Regions from separate parts of the Pan troglodytes genome. Here region 1 is linked to region 2. A link is a contact called in public HiChIP or PLAC-seq data. All regions are on one chromosome and are shown on one strand. Each heading gives the region's core, a stretch centred on a gene start, on an enhancer-like site or on the middle of the called end of the contact. The rest is flanking DNA. Distances are from core to core; before and after follow the strand shown. Region 1 holds the start of ST6GALNAC5 (ST6 N-acetylgalactosaminide alpha-2,6-sialyltransferase 5). Region 2 holds the start of LOC129143994 (large ribosomal subunit protein uL22-like).

What was found. HiChIP or PLAC-seq counts read pairs in DNA pulled down with a chosen protein or histone mark.
Region 1: a contact with region 2 is called in an H3K4me3 HiChIP or PLAC-seq map of stem cell-derived excitatory neurons, with 10 times the contacts expected there. The contact joins the promoter of ST6GALNAC5 here to the promoter of LOC129143994 in region 2. A contact is called at or near these places in 1 of 7 Hi-C or Micro-C datasets (stem cell-derived neural progenitor cells) and 1 of 1 datasets of contacts at active chromatin or transcription factors (stem cell-derived excitatory neurons).

Annotation. Positions count from the first base shown.
Region 1 is chr1:154,149,883-154,156,950 of NHGRI_mPanTro3-v2.0_pri, reverse strand. ST6GALNAC5 (ST6 N-acetylgalactosaminide alpha-2,6-sialyltransferase 5) reads left to right here and starts at 2,919. Exons shown (of 5, transcript NM_001037308.1): 1 at 2,919-2,933; 2 at 3,739-3,981. The coding sequence starts at 2,919.
Region 2 is chr1:153,894,021-153,900,740 of NHGRI_mPanTro3-v2.0_pri, reverse strand. LOC129143994 (large ribosomal subunit protein uL22-like) reads left to right here and starts at 5,422. Exons shown (of 1, transcript XM_054684457.2): 1 at 5,422-6,720. PIGK (phosphatidylinositol glycan anchor biosynthesis class K) reads right to left here. Exons shown (of 11, transcript XM_001168438.7): 10 at 4,811-4,895.

The DNA of each region.
Region 1 (7,068 bases), core at 1,670-4,169, 260 kb before region 2:
CATTGTATCACATAACCTACATTGCAGAACACTCAATTTATTTTCCTTTCTTTTTTTCCTTTTTTCAAAAGGAAGAAGCTATTTGATTGGATGTGATGGCACCAGAGGCAGAAATGTGGCAAAATTTTAAATGGTGAGAAATCCATCTCAGCTACCTGGATTTTGAGAAACAAATTGTGATTTCTCGACTCACTTTGTATTGAACTGTGCAAGTTAGATGAACTAAAAAAGCTTCATTGACTTGTCTACTTGTCTGCTTGTCTCCAAGTCAGTCAAGTGTTTGTGAATGCTGCCTGTTTTCTACCCTGTATAGTTATTCAAATGATTAACTTAAGGGTGAATATAAAGGTACATAAACATAAGTAGATAGATGCCCTTGAAATAACAAAGCCCTCAGACCTTACATAAGCAGGCATTTAGAAGGTGAAAAACAAATCAGGTGTGTTGATTGTTCCTAAAGATTGTAACAGAAAGATTCTAAGCACTTATCTGGGAATATACTGTGAAGAGAGCATGTGGTCTATTGATCCAGGTATCCCTAATGCCTGGCACATAGTAGGTACTCAACAGAGTAAGTGCTTAACATAGGAAGTGCTTGATAAATTTGTGTTGAATCTATAGTACTCTGTCTTTTATTGCCTAGTCATGAACTTGTCTCAACACACGTGCATACACACACACATATTAGGTTGTAAGCTCTTAGAGGAGAAGGTCTGTCTTATTCACCACTGTATTCTCTAATACAGAACCACCAAATAAGTGGCAATCATTAATGATCATCAAATTGAAGTAAATTCTATGACTTGTTTTCTTTAGCTCGTTTCCCTCACCCTATCTTGTCCATTTGGCTCTCAAGCCAGAATGCCTGAAACGGCTGCATTAATCTAATCAAATATGTAAAAGCCAAGACCTTGAAATCTTTCAAATCAAGCTCTGAATTACATTTTTAAATTTACCCTGGCCATTTCATAAGTAGATTTAGCAACTAGCTAACTGCTATCCCAGGAGGGGGAAAAAAAACCCATAAGCTTAATGAATTTGGTCAGACATACAGTGTAACAGATGTCCAACATGCTGCCATGAACTTAAATCATAGATATGATGCCTCTGTTTGGCATGGCAAAATATATTAGAACTGTTTCATCAGTCACTAGGCAACTTGCTAGATGGAGGGGGAATAATCCTGAAAAATGCAGGAGCTGCTTCTAATAGCATCTAAAAGGATCCCTGGAGAAACACAGATAATCTGCTTGCAATGATTCATCAAGTTGGTCCTTTGTTTCATTAATTTGAGTGTCAAGTGCAACCATACAATAAAGAATTGCCAAGACCTGGTAAGATTCTCCTCTGGCTGCTGCTTTTCCTGCCCTAACAACTGGTACTATTCATGCCTAAAGCACAAACTGAATAAATAGTTTCAAGGCTGGCAATGTTGGACAGTGCTTCCTATTTTGCTTTTCCTTGAAAGGCTAAATCGTGTGCTTTCTTGACCTCTCCCAAACACGTTGCACTGATATTCATTATTGCACCAATAATTTTAACTTTCTTAATACTAAGTATGGAAGGATGCCTCATAAGATAAAAATAGTTCCTGTTGTATCATCAGTCCAGCAATAGATTAGGGAAGATTAAAAATGGATTGTAATGCCTTCTTTGGCCTTGAGAAAGCTCTTATTGTGCCCATGGTTCAGTAGGCCTGCTGATCATTTCCATCTTAATGTAATCTTTAACATTACACTGCTACAGGTGAGATGTTAAGTAATACATTAAGACAACTATTTTCACTGAGCAATTTCACAAGAAATATGTTTTTAGCTAAATTAGACATTTAACAAATGCCATTTGTAATTCAATGCAGAGGAGACAGCATCCTTAAAACAAGCTATTGATGTGACTTTCCCAACATAAAACAATACTTATGTTTTTTTAATTTTAATTGAAGTCCTGAATGTGAAATTATCGCCGTCAGTGCAGTAGACCAACGGAAAGCACCAAAGACCTTAGGATTATGAAATAAGCCATATGCAGTTTTATCTCTAGCAGACAGAAGTTCTTCATCCAAATTAGGAAGAATCTACAGGTCAAGTTAATCATGTAGCTGTGACGTGCTGAATGTTTTTAAAACTTTAAGATCATTTAGATGAACACTAGGAAACTCAGAGGTCAGGCAGAAATATAAATTGTAATATTTAATGAAAATAATAAATGAAATAATTGAGATGAAATATTGTGATCTAAAGAATGCATGAGAATAACTGAATCTGATAAAGTAAAATTAAGAGAGAAGAGAAAATAAGAAAGTGAGCAATTGAAAAACGGAACAATAAATAATTTTTTAAGAAAAATAATTTCATCATATATTTCTCTATGCTACGTACATAAATGCAAACGCTATAAATAGAGTTATTGACATTTGGGAGGTTGATTTGTTTTTATCAACATCGCAAAACAGAAAATTTAGTTTGCAGATTTTCACATGGCTATCACGTTCAGAATCCAATCAGGTTCTCCTTTACTACTTGATGACTTCTTTAAAGATAAATAAGCCCGCGGACCAAGAAGTGGGTACACTGGCTCGGTTAACTCTCTCTCCCCAGAAATTTCACTACTGAAAAGATTATTATTTGGGGGCGGGGAAGGGGATGCAGAGGTCTTTAGGACCCAGCAGGCGGCGGCAGGCGGCAGTTGTGTAGATCGCTGAGAGACTACGAGGGTCCGGTTCAGTTTTAATTCTGTCTCTAATCTCTGCAACAGCCGCGCTTCCCGGGTCCCGCGGCTCCCGCGCGCGATCTGCCGCGGCCGGCTGCTGGGCAAAAATCAGAGCCGCCTCCGCCCCATTACCCATCATGGAAACCCTCCAGGAAAAAGTGGCCCCGGACGCGCGAGCCTGAGGATTCTGCACAAAAGAGGTGCCCAAAATGAAGACCCTGATGGTGAGTCAGTTGTGGCAACTCCACCGGGCAAAGAGGGGGATCCCCGGGCTCAGGGTCCACGGGACGCACCGTGGAGACTCCGGGACGCCTAACCCTGGGCCGCGAGGTCGCCTGTTACAAAGGGACAACTTTCTACCCGCTCCGCGTTCCCTCCCGATTCTCCAGCTCTGCCTGGCTCGGAATCCCAGAGCCAGGATGGGAACTCGGGGTTGCCTCGCCTCCTAGATCTCCGGCGAGAGGTCCGAGGGGGTGGCGGAGAGCTGCAGGAGCGATGGAGGAGTGGGCAGATTGCTCAAGGGATGGGGGTGCCCAAAAGCAACAGCCTGCCAAAAACTAAGAGGGACGGGGAGGGGGGACCTTTGCAGACTTTCTTCGTTTTCTTAGATTTCAAACTTGCAAGGATCGCAAGGATCCAGGGCCCCAGGAAAGGAGGGGTGTGAAGGACTCAAAATTCCAGCAGCTTGGCTGGGGTGGCTGCGCCAGACGGGCCCTTCCCCAAAGTGCAAACCCACCCCTGTCCTCGGCCCGGCGCGCTCCCTCCCTCAGCCCGGGGCCGTACACCATCTGCCCTCTACCGAGAGATCTGGGCGGCGGCGGCCGAAAGCAGCGACGCGCCCGGAGCATCCCTTGCGGTACGCGAGGGGACGGTGCTTTCTCTGTCCCAGTTGCGTGCGGCGGGGCTGGGGCCCAGGCCGCCCCAAATCTCCCCCACTAGAGTGACCACGGCGCAGTTGTCCCCGCTGGGCGCGCTCCTCCGGTGTCTGCGCTCAGCCGCTCTCCTCTTCTCTCTCCCGCCCGCCCGCAGCGCCATGGTCTGGCAGTGTGTTTAGCGCTCACCACCATGTGCACCAGCTTGTTGCTAGTGTACAGCAGCCTCGGCGGCCAGAAGGAGCGGCCCCCGCAGCAGCAGCAGCAGCAGCAACAGCAGCAGCAGGCGTCGGCCACCGGCAGCTCGCAGCCGGAGGCGGAGAGCAGCACCCAGCAGCGCCCCGGGGTCCCCGCGGGACCGCGGCCACTGGACGGATACCTCGGAGTGGCGGACCACAAGGTGACAGCATGCCCGCCAGCCCGCTCGCCACTCAGCCTGGGGATCCCGCACACCTGAGCCTTCCCCCTTTCCCGGGGCTGGGAGGCGCTGTGAGTAGGTGCCGTTCGAAGGCTGGAGGGGAGTGGACCCGCTGGGGTAGGGTGGGCTAGTTCCAACTTGGTATGAATTCTTATTTGGAGAAAGACACAAAGTTTTGTAGAAAATAGGGGTGAGGTGCGTGGACCCCAAAGCCTAATTTCCCAGCAGAAATCGGCCCTGGAACTATAACTCCCTGATCCCCAGAATTGCAGCTGCGGATGGAGGTCCGGTTCCTGAAGCCTCGGGTTTGGCCGCCGAGTCGCTCCCTGGTGGGAGGAAACTGGGGTTGGCGCGGGTACCAGCCTGAGCGTTCCTCTGACCCGGAACCGGAGGGTGAGCGCAGCCAGCCCGCGGCCACTGCTCGGGATCCAGCGTTCCCCTCTGATCTCTCCAGCGCATTGCTTTGGGCTGAATTCTCTCAGCCCTGGGGAGTGGTGCCCAGGCAGGCATGGAAGACTTGAGGGACACACTCAGCTTCCATTGGTTTGAAACTCATCATTGTGAGCCTGTCTTCCTCTGCCTTCCGGGAAGCTGCTGCATGGGGTGGCTAATAATTAATAAGATGAATTTTTTAAAATTGGGCCTCCTTTCCCTGGAATAATAAATATCTGGTTTCAGTGTGTGAAGCCTCTGGGAGAATCCTAATCAAGTTTGCTGATTCTGAAGATATTTTAATACAGTTTAAATGTATCCGCCATTATTTGAAGCTGCTCGTATGTTTTTATTAAAACACAATTCCACTCTCTATCTGCTTTATAAAGCTAGAGGATTTCTTGAAATCTCCCAATTATTCTTTTTGTTTTACTAAATTTTATGGTTGTGAACCGAAGTAATATATAGTAGATGCTCCTTTTGTGTGCAAAGATCACTCTAACCATGCGTGAAAAAGCCAAACTTTTTAAAAAGTGGCATTCAAAATATTGCCACACACCTGTTTAATGCATGATGCTAAGGATTTGAAAGGTATAAAAGAATTTAAGGCAGGACCCAGTCTTACGGATCTTTAAATACCTGAGGACAGAACAATATACCATGAAATGTGTGTAGATGGATAAACCAATAGATAAAAATGTGTAATAAATGCTAGATATGAACAGTACTGTAGGGGTGCAAAAATGAGAACGATGACTTCCCTGGAAAGATCAAGGAAAGCTTCTTTGAAAAAGTGGAATTTTGCAATGAGAAGAATTCAGGGAAGCAAAAAAGGAGGAATCAATTTCATTAGGAAGTGATTATTTATTTATTTATTGTTGTGGCAGGAGCAGGGGTTGGGGGGTGGGGGTGTTAGTAGACTTAAAATCCAAAAGCAGAAGGCTATCAATTTTACAATTACAGCTTTTGTTTCCGCTCTTAGTTGTTGATTGATGCTTTGTATCTGCATGTGCAAGCAACCGATAAGGGCTGGAGTTCCAGGAAAGTTTAGACATTAGCTTCTGACTGTAGATGGCTGTGGCGTTTATGTGTAACTGGTGTATGATGGATATACTGAGATCATGGATTTCCATGGCTATTGTTTGGTGGAAATTACTATCTAACACTTGTGAAGCTTTGATTAATGGCAGCATCAAAAGGTAAATTTGCTGAAAGTTTTGATCAGCTTTTGGGAAAAGATTTCTAATACTTTTCTTCCTGTGTTCTTCTGCTGGACAGACACCAGCTAAGAATATTGAGAGCTTAATGCAAAGTATAATACCCTAATGCTGATGTTCAAAACAATGGTTATTGACCACAAATATGTTTGATTTCAATTTTTGTTTATCAGAGCTTTATTTTATTGAAACAAAGAACAGTCCTTTTCAATTTGGAGGGCGGGATGTTGATACCCTACATGGGAAATTGAAATGATATTTAGTAAAAGGGTTTTACAAATTGTGAAGTGCTATATGAATGATAAATATTGTGTGAAAGTCATTGGAATTCCTAGTAGAAGAAGGTCTTTAGAGATAATTATGAATATCAATGAAATTATCTCATGGAACACCAACATCTCACAAAATTCTGTACCCAAAGGTTTTGAGGGAGTTCAAGTCACCACAAGCAAAGGAAGAAAAGCATATCTTAAAGTCTATGTCTTCTGTTTAGACATTATCCCAATTGTCCCACTGAACTAAATGTAAACTTCTCAGAATGCCTTAACTGATTCTCTTTACCGCTACTATTTAGCTGGCTGCAAATTGGGCAGAGTTCCCTTACAGATGGTCATATGAAGGTGCATGTGTAAAATGTTGTTTATGTTCTCTCCAAAAGTTCCTGTTTAATTAGGTTTATTTGATATCTTCCTATATTCTTGCATAGGCAGAGGTGGAAGACATTGTTAGAATATTGCTAGGAATTCTTTTCCAATTAAGACAGGGGAGGGTAAGAAATGAAAGCCTTTCTATTCTTATTATATTGCCAGATGATACTCGATTGCTAATTTTTTTTTACCCTCACATCAGGCCTCAGGAAAATGATGGAATATGCTGGATGTGATGACCACCAAGCCATATGCTGCTGCATATTGAATCAGAATTCCAACAGCCTTTTTTATCTGCCATTGATTTACATAGTCTGGAGAGAGTTACAGATATTATTTAGGAAAATGTTCACACCTCCATAGCTGGAGGCCCCAAAGACTGATAAATATGTAGTGTATATGCTCAGTTACATGATGTTGTTAACATTAACAGTTCTAAGATTAAATTCAACAGGTGGTCCTAATCCCCAGCACCTGAATTTCACAAATTACAGCCTGTCTGCAATGATGGTCTTGTTTCATATGGCTGCAGACTGAATTACTGTTGAGATTAAATCACTGTGTGCTTTTGTTGAAATATATGCTGCAAGTCAAGTCAGTGATGAGCGGCATGTGTTGAGGCTTAAAATATCACTTTTCATGGTCATATTCTCTACTTCCTCTTTCACAAACTATGTGAGCTGCAATTGTAATTTCAGTATCACTAAATGAAGGCTACATGGAGTTTCTTGTCATAATGAAGGCATTTTCTGTTTGAGTCTTTCTCTTCTTTC
Region 2 (6,720 bases), core at 4,173-6,672:
ACTGGTATCTTCGGGGAGGAATTCCTCAATCTTCTGCTAATAAAATATAAGCCTAAATTCCAGTGTTCTGAAAGCTAAACAGGAGGAAGACACTTTGGAGGAAGACAAGAGGGTGTTTCTCTTTGGACCCAATCTCTGAGGTGCCTGGTACCTACCTTCCCAGAGTTCTGCAGTATAAACTGGCTGGTTCTTATAGGGCTCCTGTGTGATGGAAGTTAGGGCTCAGCTTTTCCACTCTGCTAAATTGGTTATCATTTATCCAACTACTTTCCTCCTTCCAAATTGTGTTACCACTCTCATCTGTCATTCTCTTTTCCATTTTCTTTGTCTTTTGGGGTTTATCTATTTTTATGTCTTTGTTTTCATTTTAGTAGTGTTCTTCAGGAGGGTAAAGCATAAAAATATGTCTTCAACCTGTCATGCTTAACTAGTTTATAAACATACTTGCAAATGTTGGTGCCAATTACCACAGTGTCCTCAATTTATGCCAATTTATACTCTCCTCCAGTAGTATCACTGCCTCAGGCATCACTGAGTATTACTACTTTTCATATATTTGCTTGAAGTTAAAAAAAATGAAACTTTCTGATAAAAATAAACAATTCTAACATTATTAATGAACATCAACATGTTTTTTATCAGTTTATTATGCTCTGCTATTTCAACTTTTGAGGCATGTCTGTGTGAGTCTATGTAAGTTCATTAGGCTGTTCAGTTTTTTCTTGTCATTCTGTAAGAGCTCTTTATATATGAAGGTGTTAATTCCATGAGGAAAATATTTTTCCACTTTGATATCTGCCTTTTCTTTTCTTTCTTTCTTTTTGAGACAGGATCTCACTCTGTTGCCCAGGCTGGAGTACAGTGGCGTGATCACAGCTCACTGTAACCTCAAAAACTCCTGGGCTCAGGGTATCCTCCTGCCTCATCCTCCTGAGTAGCTATGATTACAAGTGCCCATCACCATGCCTGGTTAATTTATGGTTTTTTTTGTAGAGTTGGGGTTTCACTCTGTTGCCCAGGCTGGTTTGCCTTTTCATTTCGATGTATAGAAATTTTACATTTTTACAAAGTCAAATATATCAATTTTCCTTTGTAGTTTTTGCCACAATTTTCATGCTTAGAAAGTTCTCATCCAAAAATTTTGCCAACATACTTTTCTAATTGTTTTGCCATTTCGCATTTTTTGCATTAAGCTTTAATCCTATTAGAATGTACTTTTCCATGTATTATGATGCAAGAACATAGTATCCCCCTCCAGTAGTTAATCAACTCTCTCAGCATAATTTATTGAATGATCTTTTAATTTCCCATTGATCTGTGACGTCACCCTTATCATTTATATAAACCATATACGTATTAGGGTATCTAGGTTTGTGATGGTTAGTACTGAGTGTCCACTTGATTGGACTGAAGGATGCAAAGTATTGTTCCTGGGTGTGTCTGTGGGGGTGTTGCTAAAGGAGATTAACATTTGAGTCAGTGGACTGTGAGAGACAGAACCACCCTACACATCAAAAGTTATTATGCATATAAATATTTCTTATCATGAATTGGAATCCATAAAGTTTGAAATTCACTCCTCCATGTGTTCCACTGATCCTCTTGTCTATTCCTTTGTCCATATAATATTTATCTGATTACAGCTGCGTTAGGCTAATATTCTGATATCCAGTAAAACAAGTGCCTCTCTTACATACTTTCTTTGGTTATTCTTGGACATTTGGTCTTCCACATAAATCATGTGGTCATTTTTTCCTAACATTAAAAAAGAAAAACTTGTTTCTACTCTAATTAGAATTGCTAAATTGGGAGAATTTACACTTATACTTTCATCATGTTGTTTATTTGGTATGTCTTTCTGTTTCTGAAACATAGTACTTTCCATGATTCTTATTATACAGGTCTATGGTTTACTTGTTAAATCTAATTGTAATTATTTTATAGTTCTCTTCACTGCTGTGACAGAAAAATTTTCCCATTTTCATTTCTGTGTGTTTACTGCAAATACAGAGAAGCTATCAATTTTATTTAAGAAGCCAATTTTATTTGGCTATCTCATCACATTCTCTTATTAATTTTATTGTTCATAACTTGAGTCTCCTGGGTTTCCTAGGTATACAATCATATTTTCTAGGATGGCTAGAAAAATGGTAAATAATTTGACAGCATAAAATGGTAGTAGTGAGAATCCTATCTCCTGATTGTAAAAAGCAGTTTAAATATCACACACAATAAATGAATTACTGAAATGACTGATGCTCATTCCTCTCTCTTCTATTTCTCAAGTTTCTCCTTCTGTTTCAGCCTCTGTCCCTGCTTTGAAAGCCTCCATCTCTCCTGCAGCTTCTAAGTTGTGCTACTAGTGAGAGTCCTTGGCTTCTGGTGCCTGGGTAGTAGGGAAAAGAGGTGGTCCTGGCTTTCAACATACCATTAAAAATACGTTATCTATCCATTTAGAGATATGTATACATAGTACAAAGCAAGATGCTAAAAGAAATATCAAGAAACTGAGACTGTCCAGAAAGATGATAAAATAGGATATATAAGACATAAAAATAAGTAACTCTATTTTAAATAGAAATGACATGAGCTCCTAAACAGGTGTAGGTAAAGTATAAGATTATTTCTCATGAAAATAGTTACAGGGGGAGATTATACACTACAATAATGCTATAATTTAGATATAGATCAAAAAGCTTTTGTGAAACTAGCTAACCTAATTATCACATGTATTACTGTTCTCTTAGGAAAAAAGTTGCATGCATTCATTTATTTATCAAGACAGGGTCTCACTCTGTCACCCAGACTGGAGTGCAGTGCCACAATCTCAGCTCCCTGTAGCCTCAATCTGGATCCCAGTCCCAGGAGATATTCCCACCTCAGCCTCCCGAGTAGGTGGGACTACAGGCACGCACCACTAAGCCCAGCTAATTTTCTTTATTACTTGTAGACGTAGGGTTTTGTTATGTTGCCCGGGCTGGTCCTGAACTCCTGGGCTCAAGTGATCCACCCACCTCAGCCTCCCAAAGGGCTGGGATTATAGGCATGGGGTACCACATGCCCGGCCAAAATTTGCTCTTAAATAACGGACTTATCAGTTAATTTCTGGCAACATAACTCTTATGTTTCTAAAAGACCAGTTGGACCGGCTAATGGTAACAGTCCTTAAGTTGTAGTACTGTCAACAAAGGGAAATAACAAAAGGAATAAATGAAGAGTCTGCTATTAACAATGACCTGTCCTGACTATTCTTTAACTGAGAACAGAATTCATTTTATTCAATAAAAATAAAATACATAAATTCCTATTGTGTAAAATTTCTTAAAGATAGGTATTTAGTAAAATCAAGTGCTACTGAATTTTAATATAATGTTTGTAATTCAGTGTTAAAATTAACAAAGTCTCTTGTACTGCCAAAAAAATCACAATCTAAAATTTTCACCAGGGTCAAAAATTTTTTATCTTGGAATTCACACAGTGTATAACAGTCAAATGCAGCTGTTACATAAACCAGGTAGTTTATTGGTTCATCCATGCTATAAAAATATTACTGACATTTCATCTGGTCAACCATCTTAAAGGTTAATTCTTGTTTCCTCTTTCAGATTTTATTCTAGGTGAACTGTTCTGGGCAGATTCTATTTACCTATTCTGAGCAAACCACAAACTGTTTCATTGCTCACTCTTACTGTTAAGAACATATTGACTTGCTGCCTGCTCTGCTGTTTAATTCATTTATGCTGAGAGTCAGGCATGAAGACAGAATTTTAAATGTGACATTCGCAGACTGTTAGGTCATTTAAGCTCTGACAACACTAGGGAATTCCTGACATATAAACTGGACCTGATTACCAAGCACAGACGAGCTTCCCAAAGGTGCAAATTTCTGATCATTTTTTGTAATTTCTCACAGAATTGCAATATTAAATTTTAATGTCAATGAAAAATATATATAGCCAACATTTTCCTCTGTTTCTTTTAATAAAGTTCTAACTGGCACTTCTAATCAATACATATCAGCTAAATAAAAATTATTTTGATGGAAAAAGGCATATGGAAAAACTCACAATAACAATCAACATTCGTAACAATTCTGAGAAACTCTGCCATTTAAGGGCTTTTAATATTTACTATAATATGTAAGTTTCTGAAATCTCTGCTAGGTCTAAAGGCTATAACTCTAGTCAACAGAACATTTAAAATTATTAGATTCTGGCACAGCAGGGCAGAGGTTGTATGCTGTCAAATTATAGTACAAAGTCTAAGCTTACATGCTTACAACACTGCCTTCTCAACGATTACAGTTATGTAGAAAGGATGATAAAATCATTATAATTGGAAATGAACAAATTGCCCACATGACATGCAGAATTATACTTTGCAAGGGTTGATGATTGGGCGGGGTAAAGGATGCAGGGCAAGACTGTTTTCTCTTTTTAGTGACTCCAAAAAATTACACTCAATGATATTTTTGCAGCTCTTTTTCCTTATCACTAAGTACTATACACAATGGGTCAAAATGAAAGTTTTCTGAAATTAAATTTTATAATTAAATAATGCACAAAAGATAATGCTTATTTTATCCCATATTTTATGTAAGTAAGAATTCTAGTGTTAAACAGCAAGTAGCCTTTTAATATTGTGCTTTGAATGGGACTTTCAGCTGTAATAGGGGTAGTCTAAATAGGGATAGACAGCCCAGAATGCCTTTCAGCTATAGCACATTGATTCTGAAAAACCTAACAAAAGCAATTACTTCTCAGTGATTAAAAATCTTGTTTCTTTCAAAAGAATAAAATGAAATGCAAACCTGGTGTATTATCTGAGCTACAGGAAGTTGTTCAGCATATTTCAGAGGTTCCATTAGTTTCTCATCCATCTGGTCTTCCTTATAGCTGGAAAAGAGAATTTAAAAACACAGAGCTAGGGCAAATACTATTTTGAAATATAGCAAATATTTAAATATATCAAATATGAAATATAGTGAAATGCATATATTTAAGTTTTTGAAATAATCAGTATTTATCAATAATCTTTGAAACACTACCATTGAAAAATTTTAAATGACTATAAAAGTATTCAGACTACATTAAGTAACTATGCAATAAAATGAGCTAGCATCACTTAATGTTCTCAGATCCTGTCTTTCTCTGAGACAAAAATGTTTCAGAATTCTCTGTCCAAAAGAGGGTGTTTCTTTCATAGCACTTAAAGGTCTTCAAAACCTGGCTCCAACCAAACTCAAGCCTCATCTCCAGCAACCCTTTCTCTATTTAACAGTCTACTGTTTTAGTTATATTTAACTACTGGCCAAACCCCATTGGGACTTGCACCTCCAGGAGTCTCTCAGTTTCCCCATGCTGTTATATCTGTTTGGACCAACCACCAATTCTCTTCTTTATTTATTCTTCTTTTTAATATATTAATTTGTTTATAGCCATCTAGGTATATTATTTTCACTTCCTTGAAGATGAAACCCATGTCTTCTTCTTCTTTGTATATCTAATATTTATCAAAAAGACTCAAATGTTTATTGACTGAATAATAAACATATGAATAAAATGAAATAAAAATAATTCTGAGGTTATTTTATATAGACAATATTTTTAATATCTACATGTACAATGAGATACAAAGCTGATATAATCCATATCTAGGACAATATGAAACAGTAAATTTAAAAACTTTTCAAATGAAGAAAATGTAGTATAATGATTTTTAAAGTTACTGACCCTTTGAGAAATAGCAAGTAAACATTTGATTTCAAGACAATAAAACCTAAAAACATTAAAATTCCTTTTGTCTTTTCTGTGAATTACACATCAGCTTATCAACTTAAAAATTACTAAACTTTAATTATCTTGAAAAATAAATGAAACAAGATTGGCTAAGTCTCTAGGGCTTCAGTTAAGGAATCTAATGAGAACTCTAGAATCTCTCCCATGAAAAAGGCAGATATACAAAAAGAGACAAAATTTTCATATGATTTAAGAGCTTCAAGAACCTCTTATCTAGGTAAAAGTTTGTGGATATCTTGCAGAATTTGCATAAAAATAACTAGCTTAATTTGAGAGAACTCTGAAGATTCTCACTAATGATGGGAAAAAAAAACTGCCTCAAAACATGTTTCACAGAGACAGAAAGCAGAATGGTGGCTGCCAGGAGCTGGGAGGAGGGGACACTGGGGAGTAATTGTTTAACAGGTAGAGGTTCGGTTCACAAGATGAAAAAAGTTCTGGAGATGGATGGGGGGATGATAGTTACACAATAATATAAATGTATTTAATGCCACTAAAGCGTATACTTAAAAATGATTAAAATGATACGTTTTATGTTATGTATTTGTTATGGGCTGAATTGTGCCCTTCAACAAACCCCAAAATTCACATTTTGAAGCCTAACCACCAGTACCTTAGAACGTGACTGTATTTGTAGACAGGGTCTTTAAAGTAGTAATGAGCTTACATGAGGTCATTAGGGTTGATCCTACTCAAATATGACTGGTATCTTTATAAGAGGAGGAGCGCAGGACACCGAGACAGTAAAGATCACATGAAGACACTAGAGGAAAATGGCCGTCTACACGTCAAGGAGAGAGACCTTAGGAGAAATCAATCCTGCTGACATCATCTAGCCTCCAGACTGTGAGGAAATACACTTATGTTGTTTAAGCCATCCAGTCTCTGGTATTTTGTTATGGCAACCCTAGCAAACTAATAT